Linked DNA regions of Mus musculus: region 1 is linked to region 2. The links are chromatin contacts, called in public Hi-C maps. All regions are on one chromosome and are shown on one strand. Each heading gives the region's core, a stretch centred on a gene start, on an enhancer-like site or on the middle of the called end of the contact. The rest is flanking DNA. Distances are from core to core; before and after follow the strand shown.

What was found. Hi-C and Micro-C count contacts between places; a contact is called where the count stands out from the background.
Region 1: a Hi-C map of nephron progenitors shows a contact between it and region 2, with 2.7 times the contacts expected there. The contact joins the enhancer-like site here to the promoter of Map10 in region 2. A contact is called at or near these places in 15 of 39 promoter capture datasets (the 3T3-L1 cell line, 3T3-L1-derived adipocytes, the HPC-7 cell line and 10 more), 5 of 484 Hi-C or Micro-C datasets (embryonic stem cells, erythroblasts, nephron progenitors and 2 more), 6 of 115 datasets of contacts at active chromatin or transcription factors (bone marrow-derived macrophages, cardiomyocytes, embryonic midbrain and 3 more) and 2 of 9 other capture datasets (embryonic stem cells and macrophages).

What each region holds. Positions count from the first base shown.
Region 1 is chr8:125,869,482-125,872,493 of GRCm38.p6, reverse strand. The region is part of intron 8 of Pcnx2 (pecanex homolog 2); the gene reads left to right. Among named protein-coding and RNA genes, the nearest start is that of Gm46061, 19 kb to the right of the region's middle. Within about 2 kb of position 1,488, at least 67 of the 459 cell types and tissues checked have an H3K27ac peak or open chromatin away from gene starts, as enhancers often do. A contact at or near this core is called in bone marrow-derived macrophages, extraembryonic endoderm stem cells, nephron progenitors and 1 more, where this site is marked.
Region 2 is chr8:125,668,348-125,671,190 of GRCm38.p6, reverse strand. It overlaps Map10 (microtubule-associated protein 10), which reads right to left and starts at 1,373. Exons shown (of 1, transcript NM_028908.3): 1 at 1-1,373. The coding sequence starts at 1,321.

The sequences.
Region 1 (3,012 bases), core at 239-2,738, 200 kb before region 2:
CACTGCACGTCAGACATCCACTACTCCTTTATAGGCTTTGTAACTAAAATTTCACTCTCCACCCCATGCATGAGTGTATGTGTGTGCACACGTGTGCGCGTGCATGTGTGTGGTGTGTGTGTGTGTGTGTGTACACATGCACACATGTGCATGTGCAGTGCATATATAGGCCAGAAGGGAACTTTAAATCTCACTTGAGACAGAGTTTCTCATTGGCCTGGAGTTCTCCTAGCAGGCCAGGCTGGTGATGAGCCCCAGGAACACACGCCTGTCTCTGTCTCCTGAGTGTTGGGATTACAAGCTCACCTCAACAAACTTCACTGTGTGGGTTCTGGGATCAGAACCCGGGTCCCCAAACTTGCAGGGCAGGCACTTCATCGGCTGAGCCTTTGCTTGGTTTTTGCTTGGTTTTGTTTGGTTTTTGAGACATGCAGCCCAGGATGGTCTTGAACTTTGATTCTCCCTGCCTCTGTTTCCAGTTTCTGGGCTGACTGCCATGCACCACTAAGCTAGAGTGAGAGCTTCTGCTCTTCGTCCCATGAAAATTTGTCTACAAATGTTCTCCTTTGACAGACCCAAACCTTGAAGTTAACACTGCTCCCACATCACCTCTCATGGGCCATCCACCTTGTATTTCCTTTTTTGAGACCTGAGCCTCACCAAGTAGGCTGGGCTTCCCGGCCAGTGTGTGCCACCGATCCACCTCCCTCTGCCTCCTGAGTGCTGACACACCACTCCTGACTTTTGTATGTGGGTTCTGGGCCTCACACTCAGGGTCTTGTGTGTGTGTGGCAAGCGCTGTATCGACTGAGCCGTCTCCTCAGACCGTAGCTGCACCTGGCTTCCGAAGATGGGAAGCAGACAGAGACATTCCAGAAATAATCACCCGTTTTTTTGTTTTTGTTTTTGTTTTTGTTTTTTTGTTTTTGTTTTTTGTTTTTTTTTTGTTTTTTGTTTTTTGTTTTTTTTTTTTTTGTTTTGTTTTTTTTGCTTTATTCCAAGGAAGTGAAGACCTTGAGTTTGGAAAGACAGGGGTGGGGACAGCTGTGGTGAGACTGATGGGTGCTCAGAACAGGGAGATGTGGGGCTCCTCAGTGAACCCCACCAGCTGCCCTTTTGACAGCTCTCTTTGAGGATATTTATCCTCAAGCAAAGAGCGGTGTCACTGTTGGTTTGAAGATAAGTGTTTGCTGCATCAGGGTTAGAGACTTGGAAATTCTTGCCGGCTTTGATCACACAGAGGGGGGTGGGGGTGGGGGGATGGTCCCGGAGCAGGCCTTCCTGTGGTTTCTCCCACACCCTCTCTGAGGTGTGGTTTCTCAGTCTTTGTTGATCTCTCCTCGTCCTGGACTGGTCCTCATCCCGGGGTCTCACTCAGACACGTGGTTAAGAGGTGCTATTTCTCTCCAGGCCCCAGAGTTCCAGGAATAAAATTCCAAGCGGAAGCTGAGGCTTTGTGGCTGCACACACCCCCGGCTGCCACATGAGGGCACTCTCCATCCACTTGATTTCCCTCTGCAGCCTCTCAGAGGCTTCCCTTTATTTGTGCTGTCTTATGAAAGGGGAGTTGATCCCACATCAAAGCCCTCTCCCTGTTAGAAACCTCCCTCCCATCCCCCATCAGGCTGATGTCCTTTAGTGTCCTCTACAGCCAGTGAGCCTGTTACACTAACTTCTGTCCTAAGGCATCCCTCCCCACCCCCTTCCCACCCATCCCACAGTTGAGTCGGGAGCCTTGGGAAGGACAGGCAGAAAAGATAAGGTCTCCAGGGGGGCAGAAAACACTTGTTTTACAATCTGGTGAGGATAAGGAATTTCCGGCGATACTTTCTCTGTCACTGGGAGAAAGCAGCACTGGCCTTGGATTGTTCTTGCAGCTTCCCCAGATGGGTAGGACAACGTTAGGAACACAGGGACTCTAACCACTTTCCGTTTACCCCAGACCCAGCCCTGTCCCACCCAGCCCAGCAGAGATGCCAATTTGGAACAGAGCCTCATACTGTGTAACCCAGATTAGCCTCAGACTTCCAGCTATCCCCCTGCCTTAGTCACCCAAATGCTGGAATTCCAGGTTGGAGCCACCAGGGCCCAGCTCAGCTTCAGCCTCTTTGTTCCCTTCCGGGGCTGGTTCGTTCTTGTCACCCCTACACCACCAACCTCCCCCCTCATGTTTCTCTGAGTGCTCCAGCCTCTGCTTTGACCCTGAGGAGAACTAGTTGACCTGAGACCAACCCAGCCTCAGGCTGATGGAGACCTGGTGGTGTCACTGAGAAGGTCATTCCAGAGAGTGGGCTCTCTCCATCCCTCAGATGTTTCAGAGGAGGTGGGAACGTCCCTTGACATCCCTAATAAACAGTCCTGGAATAAATGTTTATTAATGCAGCAGAGAGCACTGGTCTCATGATCCTTTAATGCTGTAGCCGCCACAGCCTAGAGGAAGAGGATAGGCCCTGGAGGAGCAGCTCCATTTGAGGTACAGTCTTGCTAATCACAGGCTTGTCCCTCCAGGCTGCCCAGGAGCCAGCAGAGGTGACAGTGTGTGCTTGTGATAAGGGCCCAGCCACATCTAGTGAAAATAGTTCCTTGAGAGGGAAGCTGATCTGTTGTTTGAGTCTTTGTTAGATAATGATGAATGAATGCTGGACCTTCTTCACCATTGCAGTCGGAGCCAAGGCATTATCTATGGGAAGGCTGGCAGCCATCTTGCTACCTAACAGGGAGACTCAGGCCAAGTTCCTCATCAAGACGCAACAGCGAGACCAGAACCTCTTACTTACTTGTGCCTGACGTAGAGGCTCCATCAGGACGTTCTGTTCAGTCCGTTCTAGTTCCTACACCCCTAGGAAGGAAACGCCTGTCTCTCTCTCTCTCGGGCATAGAACCAAGGTGGCCAAGCCATGTGCTTTAAGCCGAGGCAGTCAGCAGTACAGCACTGGTTTGGATCCATTCCTGTTTATGACATAGTATTTTGCAATTAGAAGCATGCTTGCTAATGTGCAGGAACCGAGCCCA
Region 2 (2,843 bases), core at 124-2,623:
CTTTAGGGTTCTTTTTAGACTGGGGATTCACCAACTTTTCATTTTCTCGCACAGAAAGCTTGTTGCTCTTTGATTCCGACGGGGATGTGGACTTGGTGGAAGGGTCTGGCCCCTTGTCTTCACCTCTGTACAACCAGGCTAAATGGGGATGCACCTGGGTGGGGCTTGCCACGGGCTGGTTGCACAGCAAGGACAGCTCAATCAATAAAGCATTCAATAGTGGCAGCTGTCTTATAGCATTGACTGGACTTTGTTCAATCTGAGGAGGACACGGAGCTTCGTTCGCTTCTCCTGGACCCTGAGTCTGAGGAAGATTTGGAAGCACAGGAGGGCTCTCCTGCACTGCAGCTCTTGTATGTTTCACTGGCCTTAAGGGAGGACTTACGAGTTTTGTTTCGGGAAAAATGTCATCTAGATCCTCAGGTTCATTTCTCTGAGGCTCAATAGTGATTTCAACCCTGGCTGAAGGAGTCTTTTCCTGAGTCAGGTGAGTGTAATACAGTGGAGGAGGGCAAAATGTGTTGGTTTCAAAGTCCAGTTCTGTGACATCCTGACTGACAGAACTGACAGTTTTCCCACTGGGAGCGGGTGAACAAGGGGCAGAAGCCATGTCCCCAGAGCTAGCCTTACTGTGTAAGACCGCTTCTTCCCAGGACTTCTGGACAACTGAGGCGTCTGAGTCCCCTGCAGACCAGCTGTTGGTATCCTTGGCACATGGCTCTGAGCCCTCCAGAAGGCGTGCATTTGAGACACACTGTAGACATCTGGCAGAGATGCCTTTGGTGCATGGCTTCGAGGTCTCCTCGGTTCTTGGCTCTGACACCTCCAGGGCTTCGGAGTCCAGGATACAAGCAGGGCTCAGAGGGCCTCGCAGCTGCGGAACCCCCGGGGAAAAGCGTCCCAGTTCGGTCAGGCGATAGAAGAGCGCCAGCTCCCCAACACGCTCGGCCTCTGGCCCGCGCAGGGCGAATACACCTCGCTGGCCCAGGGAGGGGACCAGCAGGATGTCGCAAGCTCCCACCAGGCCGGGCGCAGAAGTCGGGCCCACGGGCAGTTGCAGCAGGGCTGCGCGCAGACGCGGGCGCCGCAGGGCGGCAGGGTGCAGGCGCAGTAGGCAGGCCTTGCCGCGCCCGAAGCTGATGGCGCCGCGCTGGGGCTCCGGGCCAGGAGCGGCCGGCGGGAAGACGAGCAGCGGCGGGAAGTCCAGCAGGCGAAACGCCACAGCCGGGCTCGCGGCGCACGGCGACAGCCCGGTCTCCAGCCGCACCCAGTCCACGAGCAGCTCCAGCGAGAAGAGCCGCCCGGCCGCCGTGGTCGCCATTGCTGTTGCCCCGGGCGACGCCGCCAGCTCGCTCCGCCAACCGGAAGCGGGAGCGAGGGTCACGTGACCGGCCGCGCCCTCGCGAGACTTGACTTCCGGCCCCGAGTGCTCTTGGGAGTTCTTTTGCCTATGGGGTTTTGTCGGAGCAGCTGCGTGATGCTGAGGGAGTAGACGCGCTCAAGCAGCACTCTCTCTAAATTTTATATAAATGAATATAATTTCTATTTTATATTTCATCACCGCAGGTCCTACGTCTTTAGGGATCACGTACCGGAAGTAAATGGGCCGCCCTGCCCATTTAGGCCTCAGAGCCTGCTGACCACTGCTCAAGTCAACCTTTTTTGTGGTTGCTGTGCATCTGTCAGAGGCTGTAGCTTCTGTCACCGGCTCCTTCCTCTCTTTGTCCTCTCACACAATGACCACTAGTAGGCCATCCTGCCCTCACCGGACTTGTGGCTTCTTGAAGCCTCAGGAGGTTTGACCTCAGCTTCCATCGTGACCACCTTGCATCGCCCAGGTGTAGGGGAACTCTCAGTGTATTGGGACAGTGCACCCTAACACCCACCAGAGCCCTCACCTCCCACCCTGACATCTGACCACCCTGGTGTGTCTTCAAAAAGACTCTGTTATGTTAGTTGATGCAGAATTCCCTACGGATGGGAACCCACTAGCTTCGGGTCTTTACTATATAATATGAGGGGCCGGGGGAGAGGGATCATGTACTATCCTAAGGTATTGAAAATGATGGGTCAGGGCTGGAGGTGCAGCTCAGTGGAAGAGTGCTTGTTCACTGCATACAATCTCCAGTACCACCGCCATGAGAGCGGAAGAAGTGATTGGTTCAGTTAGTAGGCAAATGGCATTGGTACATATGTCTGGGAGGAGCGGTGAGTGAAAGTAGTGTCTGCCACTGGAGATCTGTAGTGCACAAGCTACGCACAGAGGAATTTAGCACCAGCCCATTTTACGATTTTACATCTCAGATCCAAGTTCAGAAGCTCCACAACTTCCAGGGTGTCTCGAAGATTCCCAACCCTGGTCTCTCATATAAGACGCAGATCAGGAGTCTCCCTTCCTATTTATTTGATCTAAGTCAGAGCTCACAAAGACACGTTGTGTTGGTCTCATGTTGTGGGTGATTCTGAGGCAGACACAACCCTTGTGCTTCTCTCTCTCTCTCTCTCTCTCTCTCTCTCACACACACACACACACACACACACACACACACACACACACACACGTCACTGTCTCACTGTCAGGATGGTAGCACAGTCACAAGGATAGAGTAGAAAAACACATATGCAGTCATATAGTCCTGGCTCCCTCAGTTACACCATCAAGGGAAGGAGGGAAGCAGGTGACCAACTATCAGCTGTGATGCTCCACCCTCCACAGGCACCAAAATATGCTGGGTTCTTACCAGCTTCTTGTTGGTCTTAGTCCTCTTGGTAACCTCATCAGTTAGGTTGCATAGCAACAAGTGTTCAAGCTGCAATAGATGTTAGATCTTCCTGTCTTTAGT